Regions from separate parts of the Sus scrofa genome. Here regions 2 and 3 are each linked to region 1. Evidence: chromatin contacts called from public HiChIP or PLAC-seq data. All regions are on one chromosome and are shown on one strand. The core of a region is the stretch at or near the end of the contact, and the rest is flanking DNA. Distances in the headings are between cores, read along the strand shown. Region 1 has its middle 20 kb from the start of SLC38A2. Region 2 overlaps LOC106510390 (a long non-coding RNA gene). Region 3 overlaps LOC106510390 (a long non-coding RNA gene).

Region 1 (4,336 bases), core at 955-3,454:
CTCATTATACAACAGTTCCAGATAAAGTGATTCCAGATGTGCTCTCAGCGAGTACCTAGCACTTACGTTGTTAACCCGTTAGGCTAAAATCTGCTCTGTGAATTTTGGAGAACCAGAAGTCAATTATTTAACTAGTCATTTATAGTTACTTTGTAAGGTTGTTTCTAAATTGGCTTTAATTAAGCTGATTATATAGTATAATGCTTCAAGTTAGCTGATTATAACTGTATAACATTCGTTTGTTTAATTTTTAAGATTTTATTTTTTTTTAAACTGGTTTAAGTTTACAACAAAATTGAGAGGGAAGTACAGATATTTCCCACATACCCTTGCCACACACAGGCAGAGCCTCCCCCATTATCAGCATCGCTCACAAAAACAGTACTTTTTTAAAAACCAAGGATGCGCCTATATTAACACATCGTAATTACCCAAAGTTCTTAGTTTCCCTTAGAGTTCAATCATGTCATATATTCTATAGTTTTGGTCAAATGTATAGTGATGTATGTCCATCATCATAATATGAAGAGTATTTTCACTGCCCCAAAAGGACTCTGTACTTTGCCTATTCTGTCTTTCCCACATTTCAAGCCCTGTCAACCATTGGCCTTTTTACTATCTTCCTGGATAAAACACATATTCTTACACATACGTTCTTGTATACATGTATCTTTGACCAGGATTAGAAGTTCATTCTGAGTACTGGTTTATGATCACCAAGTTCCTTTGTCCTGGAAATTTCATTGAGAAAAGTTAAGAGAACATGTGTCTGATAAGTAGTATTCTTGTTTCTTTCTTTGACTGATCAAGATGCTTGAGATGCTGAAATGTCATGAGACATGCTGGTTAAAGCCCCCCTCCTTGTGGTTTTTAACACAATTTGAAAATTTTCTCTTTATAAACGTTGTAACCTGAATTTATAAAGAATTGAAGAGAAAAGATGCTGAATGCCATCTCTGACAAATCAGATGATTTTTTAGAATATGGAATTTTTGGAGTTCCAGTGTCGCTCAGTGGGTTACGTTACATAGTGTTTGTGAGGATGCGGGTTTGATCCCTGGCCTCTCTCAGTGGGTGAAAGATCCAGTGTTGCCTCAAGCTGTGGTGTAGGGCACAGATGTGGCTTGGATCCGGTGTTCCCATGGCAGTGGTGTGGACTGGCAGCTGCAGCTCAATTCAGCCCTTGGACTGGGAATTTCCATATGCCGCAAGTGTGGCCCTAAAAAGGGGGAAAAAAAAAGAATATAGGATTTTTGCATCTCTTGTCCCTGGAGAGAGGGGAACATTTCATCTTGCTTTGAAATACTTCTACAAAAAAAAAAAAAAAAAAGGAGTTCCCGTCGTGGTGCAGTGGTTAACGAATCTGACTAGGAACCATGAGGTTGCGGGTTCGGTCCCTGCCCTTGCTCAGTGGGTTAACGATCTGGTGTTGCCGTGAGCTGGGGTGTAGGTCGCAGACGAGGCTCGGATCCCTCGTTGCTGTGGCTCTGGCGTAGGCCGGAGGCTACAGTTCCGATTGGACCCCTAGCCTGGGAACCTCCATATGCCGAGGGAGCGGCCCAGATATAGCAAAAAAAAAGACCAAAAAAAAAAATAAATAAAAAAAATAAAATAAAATACTTCTCATTTGTTGGCAGAAATCATGTTTTCTGTTGAATACGAAGAAAACCTTCATAGCAGGTCTTTGCTTACTTTAGTTGAGAACATTGCATCTCAATATACTTTTGATATGATACTTAAAATATTTTTAAAAAGTTAGGCATTATATCTGACTTCAAGGACCACAGCATTTTATTTCCCAGAGACTTTACCCTAAGGCATTATTCATAGTGTGGAAGGATTGGAAGATACATTCTTCAGAGGTGACTGTTTCGTTGCAACTAGAATGGCAACTACAGCAAGGCAATCTAGGGAGCATGTGGACTCTGGATCCAGACAGCCTGGCTTGATTCCTGGTTTTGCTTCTTGCTAGCTGTGGGTTTCCGTTTTCACAAATATAAAGGATGAATAATAACTGATGAGGATTTAATGAGTCTGTAAAGAAAGCACTTAGAACCATGGCTAGCACACATAGAAGAATTATGCTAGTTTTCGTTTAGGAAAAGAAAAAATCTGGAATTTTGTCTTTGCCACATCGGAGATGCTAATATCAAGTGGCAGTTTGCAACATATCACTAGCTAAAGTTAAAAGAAAAATGATCCTCGGGATTTATTCCCTCTTGTGAAACATCTTCTAAGTGCTTCCATGCAGCTGGAGCTAAAGTCAGAGGACAAGATGGTGAGGAAAATATAGCAGAGTATGACTGCCATTGCTTAAAGCTCCGGACAAGGGTCTTGCTAGATGGTAATTTGTTTATATTATTTCCAACTGGAGATAAAGACCCTAGTTGCTACCCTTCAGTGGGAGATGGGCTATTAGTCAGAGTTTGGGTTGCCAAGCAGTTGTAATTTGATAATGTGAAAGGCTTACCCCAGGAGATGGAAAAGTCATGGTTTTCCCTATGTCATTTAGGCTCTCACTACTGAGTCAGCCAGGTAGGGCCCGCTAGTCTATGTGACAACTAGCCCGGAAGCCCTTCTGACTCATGGGCTTTTTATTTAGAGGAGGCTCCTCTTCTTCCTCGCTGACGGTCCCATCCGAGGGTGTAGGGCTTGACAAGTGGAATACAAGCTGGATTTCAGCCCCTGCCGCCTCATCCACCCAGGATTTGGGGCAGTACACAAACTGCACCTTGCTGGTGGTGGCTCTGAAGGCAGATTTTTGAATGTTACTTCCTCTGCCTCAGTTTCAGAGATGTGCTGTTCATTTTGTTCAGTCTCAGTCTACTTAAATAGTTGGAGTTGGGGAAAAGATGGTTTAGTGGTTTTTGTCATTGAATCCATTGGGCAATGGCGAATTAATACTTAAGATAATCCACAAGCATCTTGCTGACAGTCCAAGACTGTTTTCTAGCAGAGGTTTTATTAAGGCACTTAATTTAGGGTTAAGGTCCTCCCGGACCTTATACTCATCTAAAAATGAGGAGAACGGCACCAGAATATTAAGCCCTTTTAGCCATAAATTGTATTTCTGCAATGCCATTGGTTCTTTTTATCTACATGCACTTACAATTTACTATGGTGTGTTTTATTCAGTTTCCAATGATTTACAAGCTGAAAGACCGAGTACTTGGAAAAGGCCCTGGCTAAAAACCAGTCAGTCTATTGACATAAAATCCTGTCAGGAGCGGCCTCACAAGATTTGTGGGTTTTGGCCTTTCTTGTTTCTCATCCACTATTTCTTTTCAGTATTATTCTCAGTTAAATTTTTCATTGGACATGCAATAGATTAAAATCCCATTAAAGTCTGGACTTCAACCAAACATAGCAGAAAGTCTTGACTCTTTGACGTTACCTCTGCAGATTCTTCTCTTACAGTTTTGGTAGTCCTGAATTTTGGAAGATGTGGTGGATCAGGTAATATTCTACTGTCCCCCACAAAGAGAGTGCCAGCTGGGAAAGGGCACTTCAAACTTTTATAGTTTCAGATATGTTTACTCTCATTCTAAGATAAACTTGAAATAACTTCTGCTAGGTTCTATTCGTATTCCTTTTTCATTTAGAAACTTATTATTTCCACTTCCATCTCCTGCCCTAGGTTTTTTTCCATTCTGAAATGAGTAGGAACTCTGCTTTTTTACTCACTCTTGGTATAAGCATAACTCCAGGCACAGTTGTTTCTATTATCAAACGTCTGTCTAATAATAAGTAGCATGCACTCATCACATTACAGTTTCTCAAGTACTTTTCAAATGCATTATCGCATTTAATCAACCTGAACTTTCGAGATGGCTTCTAGGATTTTCTCCATTTTTACAAACTGGAAAACTGAAGCGCCGGGTATCATGTTACCCAAAGTGTATAGGAAGAGAACCAGTCTCCTTACTTTTTATTGATTAAAAAAAAGAAATTTGTTCTCGTATTTTCCGTGGGATTAACTAGTACTACAATTTGAAAACATCCTTCCCTTGCTTAATTATGTGTAGCATAGTTCATGTGCTGGACAATATCTACATTTGTCGTTAGCCAGTGAATTTGTCCCAGTTTATTTAGAGACTCTTTGGAATGATTTAAATTCTTGGGGTTTTCAACTCAGGCTGGACAAAAGGACAATAAACAAGTCTTGGGCAACATTTGTAGTAGTTCGTGTCTCTATATCCTTTCAAAACAATCAGCCAGAGAACCTTGAATTTCTGTTTTGTTTTGCTTATCATATTACCCAACTAATTTGACATTTTCACTTTTTCTAACTTTTTTCAGGGTGTGTTGACACTTAGATTAATTCTGAGCTGCTTTT
Region 2 (4,336 bases), core at 1,091-3,590, 180 kb after region 1:
GCAGGAAGCAGTGGCTGTTGTCTTCCTATGACCTGCTTTCCAAAGTAATAGTTCACCCCTTGGTCATGTTCTGTTGACTCAAATAGAGCCCCTACATCCAGCCCACACTCAAGCGAAGTTAAACTAAGTTCCACCACATGACTGGAAGGCTAGCCCAGATTTTGCAGACTAGCTTTTAAAACCACCACCACATATAGTTTATGAGGAATTTGTGTACAGAATATTCAGAGAATACAAACTCTACAATAAGCCAACAACTCTATAAAAATAAATAAATGAATTGAATAGACCCTTTATAAAAGAAGATATTGTAATGTCTAATAATACATGAAAGGATGTTTAACATCATTGGTCATTAGGGAAATTCAAATGAATACTTATATACATGTACCAGAATGGTCAAAATGGAAATGACTGGAAATTTTGGCTAAATATTTGCAAAGATGAGAAGACACTGGGACAGAACATTGCTGGTGGAAATGTGAAATAGTATAACCATTTTGGAAGACGGTCAGTTTCTTAAATAGTTAAACATACACATAGTGTGTGGTAGAGTCATCCCACTGCGGTGACTCAAGAAAAATAAAAACAGATAAGGAGTTCCCGTTGTGGCTCAGAGGGCTAAGAACCCGACATACTGTCTGTGAGGATGTGGGTTTGATCCCTGGCCTCATTCAGTGCGTTAAGGATCCAATGGTGCCATGGCTCTGATGTAGGCTGTAGCTGCAGCTCTGATTTGACCCCTAACCCGGACACTTCCATATGCTACAGGTGTGGTTATAAAAAGAAAGGAAAAAGAAAAGAAAAGAAAAGAGGAGTTCCTGTCATGTCTCAGTGGAAACCAATCTGACTAGTATCCATGAGGATGCCTGTTTGATCCCTGGCCTCACTCAGTAGGTTAAGGATCTGGCATTGCCGTGAGCTGAGGTGTAGGTTGCAGATGTGGCTCGGATCTGGTGTTGCGGTTGCTGTGGCATAGGCCAGAGGCTGCAGCTCCAACTCGACCCCTAGCCTGGGAACGTCCATATGCCATAGGCCAGAAGGAAGGAAAGGAAAGGAAAGGAAAACCAAAAAACAGGTGAGAAGATGAGAACATAAAGGCTGGCACACCTATGTTCACAGCACCTTCATTCACAATAGCTGTAAGACCTGGAAATGACCCAAATGTCCCTCAACATGTCATGGAGAAACAGATCCATACAAGGGAATGCTATTCAACAATCCAAAGGAACAAACTACATGAAATACACAGAACAACATGGATGACTCTCAGAATCACATGCCAAGGAAAAGAATTCAGACACGGTATGAATTACATCACATTCTAGGAAATGGAAACTAATAATAGTGACCAGAGCTGATCAGTTTTTGCCTTGGGCTGTGGGTATAGGGAAGACCAGTGTACAAAGCACGAGGAACCTTCTGGGGCAAGTGGAAATGTTCTGTATTTCGATTATTGGGGGTTCTTAAGAGTGTATACATCTGCCCATCATTGATTTTTATAACTTAAATAAGTCTCTGAATATGAATTATATCTCAATAAAACTGACTTAAAAGACAGGGTTTGGAAGGACCAAAAATCAATAATTTTGCATCTGTAAAGCTGTCGAGTATCACTTGTATGAGTACATTCACCACTTGCATAACTTGTGTCTTGGCAAAGCATTAATTATCTGATTTTCAGTCTCCTTGTCTGTGAAATGTGTGTTTGGTGGAGTTGTGAGCAGATGGAGAGGGAGGGAGGGTTTACCCTGTTGGATTAAGTGATCTCTGAGGCTCCCTCCAGTTGTTGTGTAATTCTGTCTCCTTACAATGTGGACAAGAGCCCACGCCTTGGAATTCAGCAGATCTGGATGCGGTTCTGGCCCTGCTATTTCTAGCAGTGTGACCATGGGCTAGTTACTAAGTCTCAGTTTCCTCAGAGGTAAAATAAGGATAATATTACTTACACTGAAATGAGTTGACATATAAAACACCCAGCACACAAAAAAGAAGGTACAGAGAAGGTGTTTGATCAATATTCATTTTTCTCCCTTCCCCTTCCAGAGAGGTCTTAAATCAAGTTTGAAATTATGGATCCTAGGAAATTAGGACAATTTTCAAAAGCATTAAGATGTCAGTAAAGCTGTATCTTTTAACTATGCAAGTATAATGGCAAACTGATGAATAAAAATACACCTGAGGAGAAAAGTAAATAAGGGTTAAATCTTTATTTCAAATCAGTACTTCAAATTCCAAAGAGACACAAGTCACTTCTTCAAAATAGGAAAATGCAGGAGTTCCCATTGCAGCTCAGCGGTAATGAACCTGACTAATATCTATGAGGATGTGGGTTGGATCCCCGTCCCTGCTGAGTGAGTTAATGATCCAGTGTTGTGGTGAACTGCAATGTAGGTCTCAAATGTGGCTCAGATCCTGCATTGCCGAGGCTGTGGCATAGGCCAGCAGCTGCTGTTCTGATTGATTTGGCCTCCAACCTGGGAACCTCCATATGTTTTGGGTGCAGCCCTAAAAAAATAGAAAAAGCATTGTAGGATACAATATATCACCACATTATTAACAAGCCTTATTTCCAAAGTGGAAGTAGTGAGCTAATTGACAATTAGGACAAAACAATACCAGAAAAGCTAAAGCATATACTCATTGCTAGGCTCCGAATAAAACAAACACACGATGACTCTGTTATACTGCACTCCATTTTGTCTCCACTGCTGTTTTCAGTTTTCTTGCCAAATTGGTGAATATTACCCATGCCTTTCCTAGTCTAAAATTAGTATGAGCTGTGTAATATTTGTGTTGGAAAAGCAAGTATTAGATACTGGGTAGAGAGTAAGAAATGCAAGAAAAAGTAATATTAAAAACAAAGTGGGAGTTCCTGTCCTGGTTCATCAGTTTATGAATCCGACTAGTATCCATGAGGACACGGGTTCCATCCCTGGCCTTGCTCAGTGGGTTAAGGGTCAGACATTGCTGTGAGCTATGGTGTAGGCTGCAGACTCGGCTTGGATCCCGAGTTGCTGTGGCTGTACATTAGGCCGGTGGCTACAGCTCCAATTTGACCCCTAGCCTGGGAACCTTCGTATGCCTCAGGTGCGACCCTTAAAAGACAAAAAGACCAAAAAAAAAAAAAAAAAAGTGATTATCTCCTGATTTAAAAAAGGGGGGGTCAAAAAAAAGTAGGTAATTTGCTTGTAGGTATTTAAATTCTTGTAACGGTTTTTAGTACAGTTTCTCAACTCTTTCACTCAAGAATTCCAAATGTTAATTAGGAATGTTGGTTTTTTTTCATCTCATCCATCAGAGCATGCCGCTAGGAGTTTGTTTTTGCTAGTTGGTGCAATAGCTTATTGTCAGTTATATTAGGACTCATTTAAACCAACTAAATTGGAGTAAATGTTCCTTAAAATCAAATTAAGCTTTCAGCAAATAATTCAACTCATCAAGTAGCTATTGAATGCCTGCTTTATGCGGTTGTGGTTGACGTGATGTCTCCCTGTTTCTGCTTCTCTACCACTTCTTTCTCATGTCATTTCCTCTTGTTCCACCTTTCTTTTTTAGATTATATGCTCCCTGTTGGAGAGCAGGGTGGGACTTATTTTGCCAAGTGGACACCTGCACTTGTGAATGCGCTATACACAAGAGGCATTCAATGCGCAGTGCCAGAAAACCGGAAGTCCAGTTTCCTTCCCTAGAGAACATTGACGTATATCATCATGTCTCATGTCTTCTTATACCTCTTACGGCTTTCTGTGTAGACCAGTGAGAGATGTTGGAAATGAATGCAGGTGGAGGTTAGGACCCTGGCCATGGCACTCAAACAGTTAATAAATGCTTGTCACCCATGCTTTCCATGCTTAGAAGCTTCTCTGCTGGGAAGCACAACCACAGTGGAGGGTGCCAAAGAGCTAGGGGCTCTGGTAGATTTCAGAGAGCTGCTTCTCCGACTTTAGAAGTAGAAAAAAAATTCATTTTCCACTAGACCGCCGGGTCCTTTCCAGTTTTTTCCATTAGAGCGTATGCAAGTTATATCCAGGCTCAATCATTTAAAACATTGAGAAGGAATTCAGCAGCTCAGTTCTACAAAGATGTCAATCTCCCCCCTCTGGGGTTGAAAATGGAGCCACGGGGCTGTAAACTTGAGCTCTGTGATGTTTGCCTCAGCCTCCGAGAAATCTGAAATGAAACTTGTGCAAATAGAAAGCTGAATAGCTTGTTTTGTCTGGGATGACTTAGGGGTGGGGCTGCCTAGAAATGAGGGAAGTGGACCAGATGACCCCTCAGACTCTCCCAGCAGCCTTTTTATTTATGAGTCTGGCAGGACATTCCAGATTCTCCC
Region 3 (4,336 bases), core at 1,046-3,545, 130 kb after region 1:
CCCTGAGCGTGCCAATCAAAAGCTGGCCAAGGCATTAAATCCCCAGAACTTTTGGTTTCTCATTTGTTGTTGTGAGAATACATTTAGATGATGTTGATACATGCATGTTTGTGTCTTCCAGTGGGCAGCTATTGACATTGGGGTGAGAGTCTTGAAGAGGTAGATTTTCTGTAGTCAAATCCTGCTTGTGACTCCTTATGGCACCAAGGATGGCAAAACCATAGGGGATTGTGCAATGAAAGAGCGCAAGTATGCATCTAATACCCAGCCTAGGGCTCAGTAAGTGTGTGCCGAACGAGTGGATTTAACACCTAGTTAGTCCTTTGCAATGCAGGATGTGGCAAGGTACCCAGTCCCTCCTTTCAAGAAGCTCTGTTCTAAACAGAAGGAGCTGGACAAGAAAACAGAAAAGAAAGTCGTGTATTATGTGAGTGAGGAGTCAGGAAGAATTCTTGGACTAGAATGCTGGGCACTGAGTCTTAGAGGCTATGGGGAGTCTGTCATGTGAAGAGTGGAACGTGTGCCAGGAAGAGCACGTTCATAGGCACTTGGACACAAGGGCCCTTTTAAGAAGTAGAGATTGTTCTGGGAGGAAGGTGTGTAAGGTGAGCGGGGAGCGAGAAATACAGCCCTAGGCCTTGAAGGGGGTGTGCTGAGGAGCTGGGATTGCATCCAGGAGGTAATGCGTGGAGCCCTTGAAAGATCTTAATTAGTGGAGTGTCATGAGTACGGTTCTCTTATAGAATATTCACACCACTGGGAAATGCACAGAAGGGTTGGCATAGGAAGAGAATGGGTGTACAAAGTTAGAAGGTTATAATGGTAGAAAAGATGTTATTACAGCAGGGATGGGGAGGAAGAAGTGGAATCTCCACTTCAACTATATTTAGAAGATAGAATTTATTGGACATAAGGTCAGGGTGGCTAAGAGAAAAATGGGACCTGTCATATTTGAGCAACTGCATACATGGTGGTTTCATTAATAATATCAGCTACTATGTTTTGAGTGCTTATTATGTACCTGGCATATTGCTAAGTGCTTCCCATCATGGCTCAGTGGTTAACGAATCCGACTAGGAACCATGATGTTGTGGGTTCGATCCCTGGCCTTGCTCAGTGGGTTAAGGATCCCGCTGTGGTGTAGGTTGCAGACACGGCTCGGATCCCGCATTGCTGTGGCTCCTGCATAGACCGGCAGCTACAGCTCTGATTAGACCCCTAGCCTGGGAACCTCCATGTGCCCTGGGAGAGGCCCTAGAAAAGGCAAAAAGACAAAAAAATATATATATATATTGGCTAAGTGCTTTGCATGCATTATTCCATTTCATTCTCATTCTAATCTGCATAGCGGTTGTTAGATCCATTCCGTGGATGCAGAAGGTGAAGCTTAGAGCAATTAAAGCTTGCTCAATATGTCATGTGGACTAAGTGGTGGAATTGGGATTTGAACCCAGGGATCTGGCCATGGGTTTCCAAGCCCATGCCATCAGTCCCTGTGGCAAGCACAGATACTTCCTGTGCTGAGGAACTATGGGAAGAGAAGGTTTGGAGAAGGAAGGGAGGAGATGCTGATCGTGTGGCGCAAGCATGTTGCCATGTCAAGCCAACCCCTCAGGTTCTAGGCTGAGTTTTTCTTGCTCGGAAGCAACATTGCTCTTCTCTGGAGGTGTTAGCTGGTGGGGATAGAAGGAGCCAGGAAGGTGGCCCTTACAAGCATCCTGCTGTCATCATGGTTCTCGCCTGCCTCCCCCAGTGTAGCTAAGGAGTAGCATCCTTCAGGTCAGTGTTCCCAGAGTGAGGGGGCCTAGTGTCTGAAACCACAGGCAAGAAAACTAAGGATCCAAGGAGATAGACCCAGCTTACATCTCATGGTTAAGGACATTGCTCCTGCAGATTTCCTTTATTTTATTTTATTTTTCTTGGCTGTGCCTGTGGCATGCAGAAGTTCCTGGGCCAGAGATCAAACCCAAGCTACAGCAGTGACAACATGGAATCCTTAACCCTTAGGCCAACAGGAAACTCCTGTTGAAATGCTGAACTCACAGCAAATAAATAGACTTCTGTAGCAACCAATAAATAAATATTGGTGGAAGTAATGCCAGTAATGTACAAATGATGAGTTGTTAGTACGTTCTCCTGGCAGTCACCACCTGAGCCAACTCCAGAATGTGTGTGAATCCTTGAGAAAGGCAGCCATGATTTCAGAGGCTCCAGGAGAACCTGGGCCCTATCCCTGCCCTTTCAAAACACAGCTCTTTATTCCAAAGAGGAGGCCACTTAAAGCCCCATTAGTCATTCTCTCTAAAGAAGAATTGGTCTCTTGGGTCTGTCTTGGGAACACATTTTGAGGGGAGGGCAGGAGAGAATGCAGTGCCTGTCACCAGAGAAGGGAAGCAAGCCTGGCTTGGGAAGGCAGGAAAATATAAACTAATTAGGGTTAACCCTTACACTATTTTTTTATGCATTTCAGCACAAGTCGCTCAATAAATTATAGGCAAATAGAATTTTTTTTCATGAATTTGGTCATTTTCTTTTCTTTCTTTCTTTCTTTTTTTTTTTTTTTTTGCCACAACTTAGGCCAGCTAGAGAAAGAGAAACAAAACTCTATCTGGAGTCATGCCTTCTCAGTGTCCCTCTAAGGTCATCGTTGCTCCTTTGGGAGGGTTATTTATAAATCGACCGATGTGATTCCAGCATCTTTGAATGTAGACTGCTGGGAAGTGGACATGTTATTCTTATGCTCTCTCACCTTTTTGGCATGGGCTTGTGTGTGTGGAGAGGTGTTGGGTAGGATGTGGAATGGAAGCGTGTCAAGAATGATACAGCATTGCCCAGGAAGATTGATCAGTGGATTGTTGAATAGCCGTGGTCTACTTGGAAGTAAAAGTAACTCCAGAGTAGGACATCTTATTATTATGCATATTGTAATTATTGTCTGGGGGCATGAATCAACAAGCATGTGTGCAGTGTCCATCTGGAGACGGACTTCCCCACTCCTTGCCCCCAGGCACCCCCAGGAGAAGTCTTGTTCTCTTCCCTTGCCAGGGTGCCAGGGTTTTCTGCTTCAAGAGCAATTGAGGGGTTCTCCCACTTCAATGCTTTACTAAGTACCTTCCTTCATCTGCACACCCACAGGCCACTCATCTCCAATATGAGGGGATAGCAGGGGTAGATCTTTTGTTGGTATTTCCAGGATCTGGGACGTAGGGAATGGGCCAATCAGACAGATTATCAGCATCAGGCCACATGTGTCTCTCCTCCCTCTCATTCGATCCTTTTTAAGTAGGGAAAGAACTTATTTAAAAATCTAGTAAATAGGATACAAGTTAGACCTCCAACAACAATATCTAGAAAAAGAGTCGTAAATCAATATTTCTGTTTGAAGGTTTCGGAGAGGTAATATAGCTCATTTTCTCAAGAGTTCTAGTTTTTAAACTAGGCAGCAGTAATGAAGGAGAAAACAATTACAACCACAACAGCAGTATTAAAGCTTAAGTAACTTTCCACTGCTCTTGTTGATGCTATTATCATCAGTCCAGCTTTCCCTTTCTTCAAAGGCCTGTACAAACGGCTGGCAATTCTCAATCATCAAATCAAAGTCCTTTGTTGGAATTGTTTCTTTGGTGTCATGCAAGATATGCTGTTAAGTAATTTGATCAGTCCAGTCATTTCCATAATTAGAACAAGAGCACATATTCCTGAACTGGGTGCTCATACCAGCGTCTGAAGTCACACAAAAGCAGACTCACAAAGCCCTTGTGTTAGGTGGACCTAAAATAGCAGCAATTAAAAAAATAAACTTATTTATTTATTTATTTATTTATTTATCTGGTTATTTATTTACAAATCTCTGGCAGTTTTTCCACACCCCAGAGCTAGACATTTACAGCTCTACTCTGTGTTTGATCTATCTGCTGGTGACTAACTAATGAATACAAGACAGAGCAGTTCACTTTATCCCCCCCTTTTTGAAACACTTTTTATTAAAGTATAGTTTATTTACAATGTTGTACCAATTTATGCTGTACAGAAAAGTGACCCAGTCTTACATATATATATATATGTATGTCGCAAGAGACATACACATGGTCAATCTCAAGAGACTGGATAGAGTTTCCCTGTGCTGTACAGTAGGACCTCATTGCTTATCTGTTCTAAATGGAATAGTTTGCACCTACCAAACCCAAACTCCCAGTCCATCCCCCCACCCCCTTGCCAACCACAAGTCTGTTCTCTACATCTGTGAGTCTGCTTCTGTTCTGTAGATAATTTCATTTGTGCCACATTTTAGATCCCACAAGTAAGTGATATAATATGGGATTTGTCTTTCTCTTTC

The links. HiChIP or PLAC-seq counts read pairs in DNA pulled down with a chosen protein or histone mark.
Region 2: an H3K27ac HiChIP or PLAC-seq map of skeletal muscle shows a contact between it and region 1. The contact joins two enhancer-like sites. A contact is called at or near these places in 1 of 47 Hi-C or Micro-C datasets (embryonic fibroblasts) and 1 of 2 datasets of contacts at active chromatin or transcription factors (skeletal muscle).
Region 3: a contact with region 1 is called in an H3K27ac HiChIP or PLAC-seq map of skeletal muscle. The contact joins two enhancer-like sites. A contact is called at or near these places in 3 of 47 Hi-C or Micro-C datasets (embryonic fibroblasts and skeletal muscle) and 2 of 2 datasets of contacts at active chromatin or transcription factors (alveolar macrophages and skeletal muscle).

What each region holds. Positions count from the first base shown.
Region 1 is chr5:77,144,442-77,148,777 of Sscrofa11.1, forward strand. No RefSeq gene overlaps it. Among named protein-coding and RNA genes, the nearest start is that of SLC38A2, 20 kb to the left of the region's middle. Within about 2 kb of position 2,205, at least 8 of the 83 cell types and tissues checked have an H3K27ac peak or open chromatin away from gene starts, as enhancers often do. A contact at or near this core is called in skeletal muscle, where this site is marked.
Region 2 is chr5:77,326,846-77,331,181 of Sscrofa11.1, forward strand. All of the region lies in intron 5 of LOC106510390 (a long non-coding RNA gene), which reads left to right. Among named protein-coding and RNA genes, the nearest start is that of SLC38A4, 160 kb to the right of the region's middle. Within about 2 kb of position 2,341, at least 8 of the 83 cell types and tissues checked have an H3K27ac peak or open chromatin away from gene starts, as enhancers often do. A contact at or near this core is called in skeletal muscle, where this site is marked.
Region 3 is chr5:77,276,521-77,280,856 of Sscrofa11.1, forward strand. The region is part of intron 5 of LOC106510390 (a long non-coding RNA gene); the gene reads left to right. Among named protein-coding and RNA genes, the nearest start is that of SLC38A2, 150 kb to the left of the region's middle. Within about 2 kb of position 2,296, at least 8 of the 83 cell types and tissues checked have an H3K27ac peak or open chromatin away from gene starts, as enhancers often do. A contact at or near this core is called in skeletal muscle, where this site is marked.